Linked DNA regions of Mus musculus: regions 1 and 3 are each linked to region 2. A link is a contact called in public HiChIP or PLAC-seq and promoter capture Hi-C data. All regions are on one chromosome and are shown on one strand. Each heading gives the region's core, a stretch centred on a gene start, on an enhancer-like site or on the middle of the called end of the contact. The rest is flanking DNA. Distances are from core to core; before and after follow the strand shown.

Evidence for each region. Promoter capture Hi-C pulls out the DNA fragments that hold promoters and counts their contacts. HiChIP or PLAC-seq counts read pairs in DNA pulled down with a chosen protein or histone mark.
Region 1: a contact with region 2 is called in a promoter capture Hi-C map of embryonic stem cells, with 4 times the contacts expected there. The contact joins the promoter of Abhd16b here to the promoter of Rbbp8nl in region 2.
Region 3: an H3K27ac HiChIP or PLAC-seq map of embryonic stem cells shows a contact between it and region 2, with 3 times the contacts expected there. The contact joins the promoter of Uckl1 here to the promoter of Rbbp8nl in region 2. A contact is called at or near these places in 1 of 39 promoter capture datasets (pre-B cells) and 1 of 115 datasets of contacts at active chromatin or transcription factors (embryonic stem cells).

Annotation. Positions count from the first base shown.
Region 1 is chr2:181,491,470-181,494,464 of GRCm38.p6, forward strand. Abhd16b (abhydrolase domain containing 16B) reads left to right here and starts at 1,737. Exons shown (of 1, transcript NM_183181.2): 1 at 1,737-2,995. The coding sequence starts at 1,838. It also overlaps a transcript of Zbtb46 not described here.
Region 2 is chr2:180,288,434-180,291,313 of GRCm38.p6, forward strand. Rbbp8nl (RBBP8 N-terminal like) reads right to left here and starts at 1,446. Exons shown (of 13, transcript NM_173031.3): 1 at 1,344-1,446. It overlaps Gm29943 (a long non-coding RNA gene), which reads left to right and starts at 2,262. Exons shown (of 3, transcript XR_867153.1): 1 at 2,262-2,354.
Region 3 is chr2:181,580,639-181,583,338 of GRCm38.p6, forward strand. It overlaps Uckl1 (uridine-cytidine kinase 1-like 1), which reads right to left and starts at 1,335. Exons shown (of 15, transcript NM_026765.3): 1 at 1,218-1,335. The coding sequence starts at 1,330. Zfp512b (zinc finger protein 512B) reads right to left here. Exons shown (of 17, transcript NM_001164597.1): 17 at 1,465-2,700. All of the region lies in intron 2 of Uckl1os (uridine-cytidine kinase 1-like 1, opposite strand), which reads left to right.

The DNA of each region.
Region 1 (2,995 bases), core at 487-2,986, 1.2 Mb after region 2:
TTGGTGATGAACAGCAATGTGGAAGTGTAAACTGAATAAATCCTTTCCTCCACAACTTGCTTCTTTTTTTGGGGGGGGGGGTGTCAAGATAGGATTTCTCTGTGTAGCCCTGACTGTCCTGGAACTTACTCTGTAGATCAGAATGGCCTGAAACTTAGAAATCCACCTGCCTCTGCCTCTCAAGTCCTGGGACTAAAGGCATGTGCCACCACTGCCCGGCCCCAACTTGTTTCTTGGTCATGATGTTTGTGCAGAAATAGAAACCCTGACTAAGACACCATAACCACAGCAACTCTAATAAAGGAAAACATTTGATGCTGGGGCTGGCTTACAGTTCAGAGGTTTAGTCCATTATCCTCATGGCAGAAAGCATAGTGGCACGCAGGCAGACAAGGTGCTGCACAGGTAACAGAGCCCTACATCTTGATGCACAGGTAGCAGAAGGAGACTGTGTGCCACATTGGGCATAGCTTGAAGATTCCTCCAACAAGGCCACACCTACTCAGCAGGACCACGCCCACTCAGCAAGGCCACGCCTCCTAATAGAGCCACTCCCATAGGACAGGCATTCAAACGCCTGTCTGTGGGGGAGACCATACCTATTCAAACCACCTCTATAGTCCTCCTCCTCTGTCTCCTCTATGAACAGCAGCATTCCTCAGCTGAGTCCACGAAGCCGTGGAGCTGCTTGAGACAGTCAGTTACTTAATTGAAAAGTAGAACAGGAAAGCAGAGGCCGGTTGCTAGAGCCTGGAAACCACCTTACCTAAAAGCCTGCCGACTGCCAAGTAAGCCCAGCCCACGGACTCAGGGGATCTGGCTACATTTCATTGCTTTTAGAATTTGTTTCAGGTCTGGACCACTGCTCAATTAGTTCCCAAGTGCTGCAGTATACTGCTCTCCAGCTGTTTGACCCCCTCAGGTAGGCTGGCCATCTTCAGTGCAGGAGAAAAAAAGGGAACCCACCTACCCACTAGAACCCTCTAAAAAGGGGAAGATACAGTTTGTGGGCTGGTTCAAGTGGGAGAGAGATACTCAACTAGGGGCTAAAAGAAGAGGAACTATAGCTAGGTAGGACCCACCTAGAGGTGATTGCTGTTGTTGGCCCAGTGAAAAAAATGATTCAGAAAAGGTTGTGTGTGTGTGTGTGTGTGTGAAGAGCTATGGGAAGATGTTCCTAGCCCACCACATCTCCTTCCTAGGGAAGGTAAGTATAGGGTTATAGGAGTCAGGCTATGAGAAAATACACCTTCTGACTCTTACAGCAGCTCTGTTCTAACCTAGATATTTTCTAGGAAATGTACCCCAAATGAACCCCAAAGTCCAAGGAGGTGATAAGGGAGTGTTACCAACTACAAGTTTGACCCAGGTGTGGGAAATCCCTTTTCTTTTATTGTCTTCCCCCATAAGGAAGAAGTCAAGGGTATTTATTTCTGGCCTCTTTGGTTGCCTACCTTTAGTGGAGGAGATGGGAGCTGCTCAAGGTGGTAGAAACATGTTAGGAAGTTTCTGTGAGGTCCTAAGGCACTTTCCTAGGTGGGTGGGGCAGAACTAGAGATATTCAAAGCCTTAGAAGCCTTTGTGAGCCTGTCACCCTAGCATCACTTCTCCCAGCAACAGTGACTCACAAAACTGAGCCATACAGCTTTTCCTTAGCCCTGGAAGGCACAGGTCACAAAGGCCATTGGGGCCTACCCAGAGGAGGCATGTCATCAGAGTGCTGTGCTGTGCGTGGCCCCTGCCTCCGCAGACACCGGCTGGGCCAGGCCTGCATCTCCAGCTGTCATTTCACAACTAGGACTGGGCCTTCAGGGAACAGCTCAGATCTTCAGTGCCCATGTGTGTCATCTGCTTTGTGAAGGCACTAGTGCACGTGTTCAAGATCTACTTGACAGCAAACTACAGTTACAACTTCCGCAGCTGGCCGGTGGACTTCCGCTGGGATGACCTGCATGCCCCAAGCACTGGTAATAGCAGTCAACGTGCGTTGACCTGTGCTGCAGCTGCTGCAGGTGTGTGGCTGCTACACGATGCTGCACTGGGAGGCGACACACTCACAAGGCCTCCACGTGGAGCTCGGAGCCAAGTGCAGTGCCTCCTCCAGCAGATCCGTGAGCTGCCCAGCCAGCTTGCTAGCTATGCACTGGCCCACTCACTGGGCCGCTGGCTTGTATACCCCGGTTCTATGTTCTTGATGACGCGTGCATTAATGCCTCTACTACAGCAGGGCCAGGAGCGACTAGTGGACCGCTACCGTGGGCGGCGTGCCAAGCTGGTGGCCTGCGACGGCAATGAGATTGACACCATGTTCATGGATCGCCGTCAGCATCCCGGCAGCCATGGCCGCGGCCTTTGTCTGGTCATATGCTGTGAAGGGAATGCTGGCTTCTATGAGATGGGCTGCCTGTCCGCACCTCTGGAGGCTGGATACTCAGTGCTAGGCTGGAACCACCCTGGCTTTGGAGGCAGCACAGGTGCACCTTTCCCACAACATGATGCAAATGCAATGGATGTAGTGGTCAAATATGCGCTGCACCGTTTGAACTTCCCGCCAGCACACGTGGTGGTTTATGGCTGGTCTATAGGAGGCTTCACAGCCACTTGGGCCACCATGACTTACCCAGAACTGGGTGCACTAGTGCTGGACGCCACCTTTGATGATCTGGTGCCACTAGCGCTGAAGGTTATGCCCCAGAGTTGGAAAGGGCTGGTAGTACGCACTGTACGGGAACACTTCAATCTCAATGTTGCTGAGCAGCTGTGCTGCTACCCAGGCCCAGTACTCTTGCTCAGACGTACACAAGATGATGTTGTCAGCACCTCGAACCATATACCCTCGATGCCATCTTGCCAAGTGGAGGGGGATGTGGAAGGTAACCGTGGCAATGAGCTGCTGTTGCGCCTTCTACAGCACAGATATCCCTCTGTGATGGCTCGCGAGGGCCGCACCGTGGTAACCCGCTGGCTACGTGCCAGCAACTTGGCTCAAGAAACT
Region 2 (2,880 bases), core at 196-2,695:
CAGAGGCAAGAAGGCAGAAGCTGGATTTGAACCAACCAGAGTCTAGCTGGTCCATCTCATCTCATTCTCTGTGTGGGATGCTGCTGTGACGGACAAAGCATCCCACAGTGGTTTCAGACAAGCTACTTGTCTGGTTGTGCCTTGGTTTTCCCATTCATAAATCTGGTAGTGGTGACTGGGGAGGCAGAAGGAGCCTGGTATGTAGCGGGAGCTTCCATGTGTGCTCCAGAGAGGGCTGGGCAGGGAACACAGTGCTTCTAACCCATGTGTTCCCACATCTCATCATGGTCACCCATAGAAGCTCCTATTTGATAGAGACTTGAGATCAGAAATGTTATATATCTACAATCACCAGCTCACACGAGATATGGCCTAGACACAAAAAGACCTCCTAGCAACCGCTTTGGTCAGTCGGGTGGTGGGCTTTATCGAGAGACGCTTTCTTGGTGGCTTTGGATCTCTCTGATACATAGGCCCCGATAGACAGGCAGCCACCACAGACAGAACAACGCTTTCAGTTTGAGAAACCCACATCTGAGTCCATGCCCAAAGTAAACGCCTTTGCACAAGTTCAGCCCATCCCCCCGCCACGCACACCCCTTGCACGGGGTTAAGGATGGCTGTGTACACACAGGCAGGTGGGCACGAACATTTGCACGCCCCATGCTTGTGCGCACACTGCCTACCAGGGCACAAGTAAAAAAATAAGGCAGCTTAGGTAACAGGTCAGGTAACAGAGGGCCCTGCAACCTGACTCCCGCCTTCCAGGCCTGGGGGCGGGGGACGGAATAGGCTAGTGATTGATCTTACTGTCTCCCAATGCCTGCTGAAGTACTTAGAGCCACTGCCTCAATCTTAGGGCCTGACAATGTCCCCAGGCATGCTCTGAGCTATGGGTGGCTGGACCTGGCTTTGTGCTCCTTTCTTTTCCGTGGCTGCAAAGTCTCTGGACCCACAAGGAAGGGGACAGTGAGTGATCCAAGACACAGTGCTGGCCACCAGCCTATTTCTAGGTCCTGGAACCCCTTGCAGAGATGGGGGCCACAGTGTCATACCTGGCTTTGCTTTTGCTGCACCCAAATTGCTGCCCAGGAAATCCTTGAGTCTTCCTCCTCCTTGCTTGGTCCCCAGGACCAGGCATCAGGTAGTCCTCCATACCACACACAGTGAAGGCAGGCCAGCCTGCCTGTCCCTGCCTCCCGCCTCCCAGGCTTTCTGCTTCCTGTCTCCGGCCTCCTGCTATGAAGCCTGAGCTGGGTCTCTAGCCCCCTTGGTGAGCACCCCAACGACTCCAGTCCACCCGGCTCCTGGAAGGGCCCTGTCTGCTGTAATCGTGTACTCACATGGCCACTTGGCCAGCCTTGGACCTCCAGGGGCCTCGGTCCTCAGTGATCCCCACCCGGGAGAGATAGGAGCGAGCAGTATGAACTTGCAAGACAGAATTTTGACCAAACCCGCCTGACAGGTTTCCGATTCTCCCAGCCGGGAGCTGCAAGGAGGCAGGGACTGACTAAAGCCGCCAGACTGGTCTGGCCATCTCTGGGAGAGTGGAAGAACCGGCTGGCCATGTGCATAGAGCTGAATTGTTTCTCCCTAATCCGAGCCGCCTGGGTGCCTCAGCTTGACCATCTCCGCAGCATCCTGTGTGACTCTGGACAGGAGTACTGGCCAGCCCAGAGCACAGGCAGGCTGTGTGGGCCTTTATGAAGGAAGGGGAGATGCTGTTGGCCTTGCCACTCGGGAGTCAGATGTTTAGAGGACCCTTATGCTATCTACATCCAGCTTGCCTTGGGTTGACCTTGAGCAGGTGAAGTTTTCCTGTCTAACCTTTATATTTTTAGTCTGCGGCCAGAATGACATTGGATAGATAGAGTTCAATAGTCCTGACTTTGTGGATTAAACAAACAAAACAAAACAAAACAAAACAAAACAAAACAAAACAAAACAAAACACCCAGGGTGTGAGCCTCTGGAGACTACTATTTAGAGACATCACTGGGTCTGGGGCTCTGCAGTACCCATTGTGGCCTTCCTGAGACAGACAGCTGGCTTCTGCTCATTGGTAGAGGTGGTTAGGGGCTAAGCCTCAGGTTGTGGGTATCACAGTGGATGGGCATCTCTGGATTTCAGGATGACCCTGATGAGTAGAACCATGGCGTGACACATAGGGCAGGGGCTGGCTTGGACAGTGACATTGTGGCTGCACTCCTGCAGGAAACAGAGTCCTCTGAGGCTATGGATGCCCTGCCCCCTTCTCTCTCTCGCTCACGTGCCTTTCAACATCTCTTACTCCAGCTTGCCTGACTCTGCCCAGAAGCAAGCAGGCTCCCTCGCTCACACACGGAGCCACAGAAGGTAGGTAATGAGGGTCTGTAGAGCAACCACGTTGACTAGGAGAGGAGGAAGTCTTGGGTCTTGAAGGATAGAAGACTTCCTGCTGCTGGCAGCTGGCCCTGAGCTTAGGGTGAGAATGGATGGTCTTAGGTAAGGATGACTGTCTAGGCTCCAGGAAGAGGAAGATTTTAGGCTATAGAGCACTAGAGACACATTGCATATTCTTTACCTTCTGTCTGGACCTTTGTGAGAGGTGTCTGCCTGCTCAGCACGTGTGTATCTGTTCGTTGCATGGGCTCCACAGGAGGGAGAGGGCATGTTCCCTGTGGGCTCAGCCTGAGAGAAAGGGGACTTGTGTGCAAGTAGACAGAGGCTTTGCCTGTTTTTGGCTAATGTCTGAAGTGCACCCCCCCCTCCCCCAATATGTTGACTTCTTAACACCGAGGCTGTAGTACTTGGGGACTTGGGTGGCAATCGGGACATAAAGGACAGAGCCCCATGAATAGCACCAGTGCTCTTACAGAGAGCAGAGAGCTCTGCCCCACTT
Region 3 (2,700 bases), core at 85-2,584, 1.3 Mb after region 2:
GACTGGGGGATTAAAGGCTTTCATGGCCTCACTTGCCAACCTGCCTCCCCCCCCCCCCCCCAAGGCTCTGGGTGAGTACCTATTAACTTCTCTCCACTCTCTAATCCCAAATCCATCTCCACTTTGCATATCGACATGAAAGCCAATGGCGGTGCTGGCTAAGGTCAGACAACTCCAAGGAAAAGGCCTCAGGGGCAGGCAGATAGGGAGCCAGGTGCTGGGAAAGGCAATAGGAGAAACCTCAAGCTGGGCTTTAGTCTACCAGCGACTCCCTCCCCTACTGCTGCCAGTGCCTGAGGCACCAGGGCAGTTTGTATCTTCTCAAGGTGTATCCCCAGGAACCTTCGGAGGAGGAATTTGGCCACGGCCTCACAAAGTCTGACTCCTGGTCAGAATGCCTGGAGTGTGTGAACTAGCTGGGATTCACCTCATCCACTGCCAGCACCTCACTTTCTAAAGGCGTCCGGGGTTACAGCTTCTCAGGCGGTGCACTGTGGCATGCAAAGCCGGAAGACATTTGGCCTTCAACTGACTCATACAGACCGGAAGAGGTGTCACGAGCAGTTTCCAAGCATGGTCACTGCCCCCTGGCGGCCACGACCTAGAGTTGCTACAAGTGATGATCAGGCCGAGTGAAGACAAGGACCCTTAAGTCTCCTACTTCCTACAAGGACCCTTATCTCCCCTTCCATTCTCCTGAAAGCCTCGAAAGTCTCAAAGGCCCCCAAACTCTCGGACAGGTGGCAATCACCACCCCATCTTACATTCACAAGCACCACTGGCCGCCAGGTGCAACTTTGCGCTCAATTTCGACGAACTCAGAAGGTCGAACACGCCTACCGCCCAGCTGGGGGCCCAGAGCCAAGTGCGCACCCACTAGGAACAGAGACCCACGCTAAAGATGTCAAACAGGTTTCCATTCTCAGTGCCTCCAAAAGCTGGAGCTTGGGCCAGTTCCGCCTTCCGTCCGCTGGGGCCCTCCAGGTCGTCTGCCACCTCCCTCTCCCTGGCAGGGGGTGGCTGACACATAGCCCAGGAGGCCCCAGGGCGCTGGAGAGCCGCCGAAACCTGTCCAGGATCCACAAGGCTGTAGAGATCAAGCTGCCCATCTATGGAGATGCCGGGAGCCGTCCCGGCTCTAGGAAGAGATGCAAGCCGTGCTCCGACCCCTCCCAAGAGACAAGCGCGGCCCCTGCCTTATTCAGGCCCGCGCCTACCGGTCCTCGCACGCCGTTTCATTCTGCTCGGCCTGGCGGCCAGGCACGTCTGGGGCCACAGCAGACTGCAGGGGCGAAGGGGCGGCGCTCATTGAGGCCGGCGGCGCAGCCATGGCGTCCCGAACCTGGCGGAGGCCGGGGAGGCGCACCGGGAGGCAGGCACGCTGCGGACTACAATCCCCACAAGGCCGTGCGGCAAGCCCCGAGAATGACCTTTGCCTCAACACAAACTCAGCCACACAAAATCCCTGGAAAAAAAAAATCAATAAACATTTATTTGATACAGTGACTTTAATACATAGTTGATGGCCCACCACCGCACCACTCCGGGCCAGGGGATGAGGATGAGGACAGATGACCACAAGGCGGGCAGGACCAAAGCTCACCTCAAAACATCTTGCAAATAAAACACTTTGTAGATAGAATATATATGCATGTATATCTATGGTTACAAGTGATAGCCAGAAATGCACTTGTGTAATGAGAACTGCATTATAACCAAACCAAGGAACCCAAAGTTTAGGAGGCGCTGCAGTCAGGTATGTGGGGTGACCTGGGAAACCAGGTCTCCAGGGCAAGGGACCTGGGTTTCACCCAACAGGGGAACAGCTCTCCCTTCAGAACCACCATAGGGACAGGAAGATCCCAAAGCCTCCAGGAGGCACCATCATCTGCCTGTGCAGGAACATAAAGTGCACCCTGGTTCTGCATGAAATGTCTGCCCTTGGCACTTCTGTTTTTTTAGGGCAGGGCAAGCGCTGAGCCAGAGGTAGATCTGTAGAGACCCTGACTTTTGCATTTTGCCAAGGACCCAGGGTTGGTTTGGCCCTCTAAGTCTATGCCCACCCACCTTCTGTAGCTCTGCCATGATGGTCCCTCTTACTGAGGATCTGTGTAGGCTGGTGGTTACCTTTGGGCCATAGTAGGGAGGTGGGCAGACCGATGAGCCCTGCCACCATGGAAGAGCTTTACAGTCTAGTTTGCCACTACTTACCAGTCACCACAGGCTGGTACCTATCCAACTGCAGCTTTTGACAGCTGCCCCAAAACTGACCTCAAAGACTGAGTTAAAGTGCTAACATCAAGTTACCCAGAACAGTCCCATAGCAAGGCTGTATATGGGCTTTCTGGTTCGTCCTGGAAAACTCAGCCCCCAGCAAACCCAGGTCCTACTTCTCCCTACAAGTGCCAAGTACCTGAGAGGCTAGGGTGGATGGTCACACCCCACAGAGGTGTTGTGAAAAGTGCACTTTGGCCCCCTTCCCTTCCACAGTTGCACACAACCACTCCAAAGCCCCAGCCTACCCTTTGACACTGGATCATACCCACCTCTGTAGCCACCTCTGACCACATCAAAGTGTGTAGGAATTGGAGAGTCCATTCAACACCTACAACACACCAGGCCATGGTTACCTTGCCCAGAGTCAGAGCCTTTCTAAATACATGTGTACAAGGACCTCACCCCAAATCTCCCTGGAGCTGG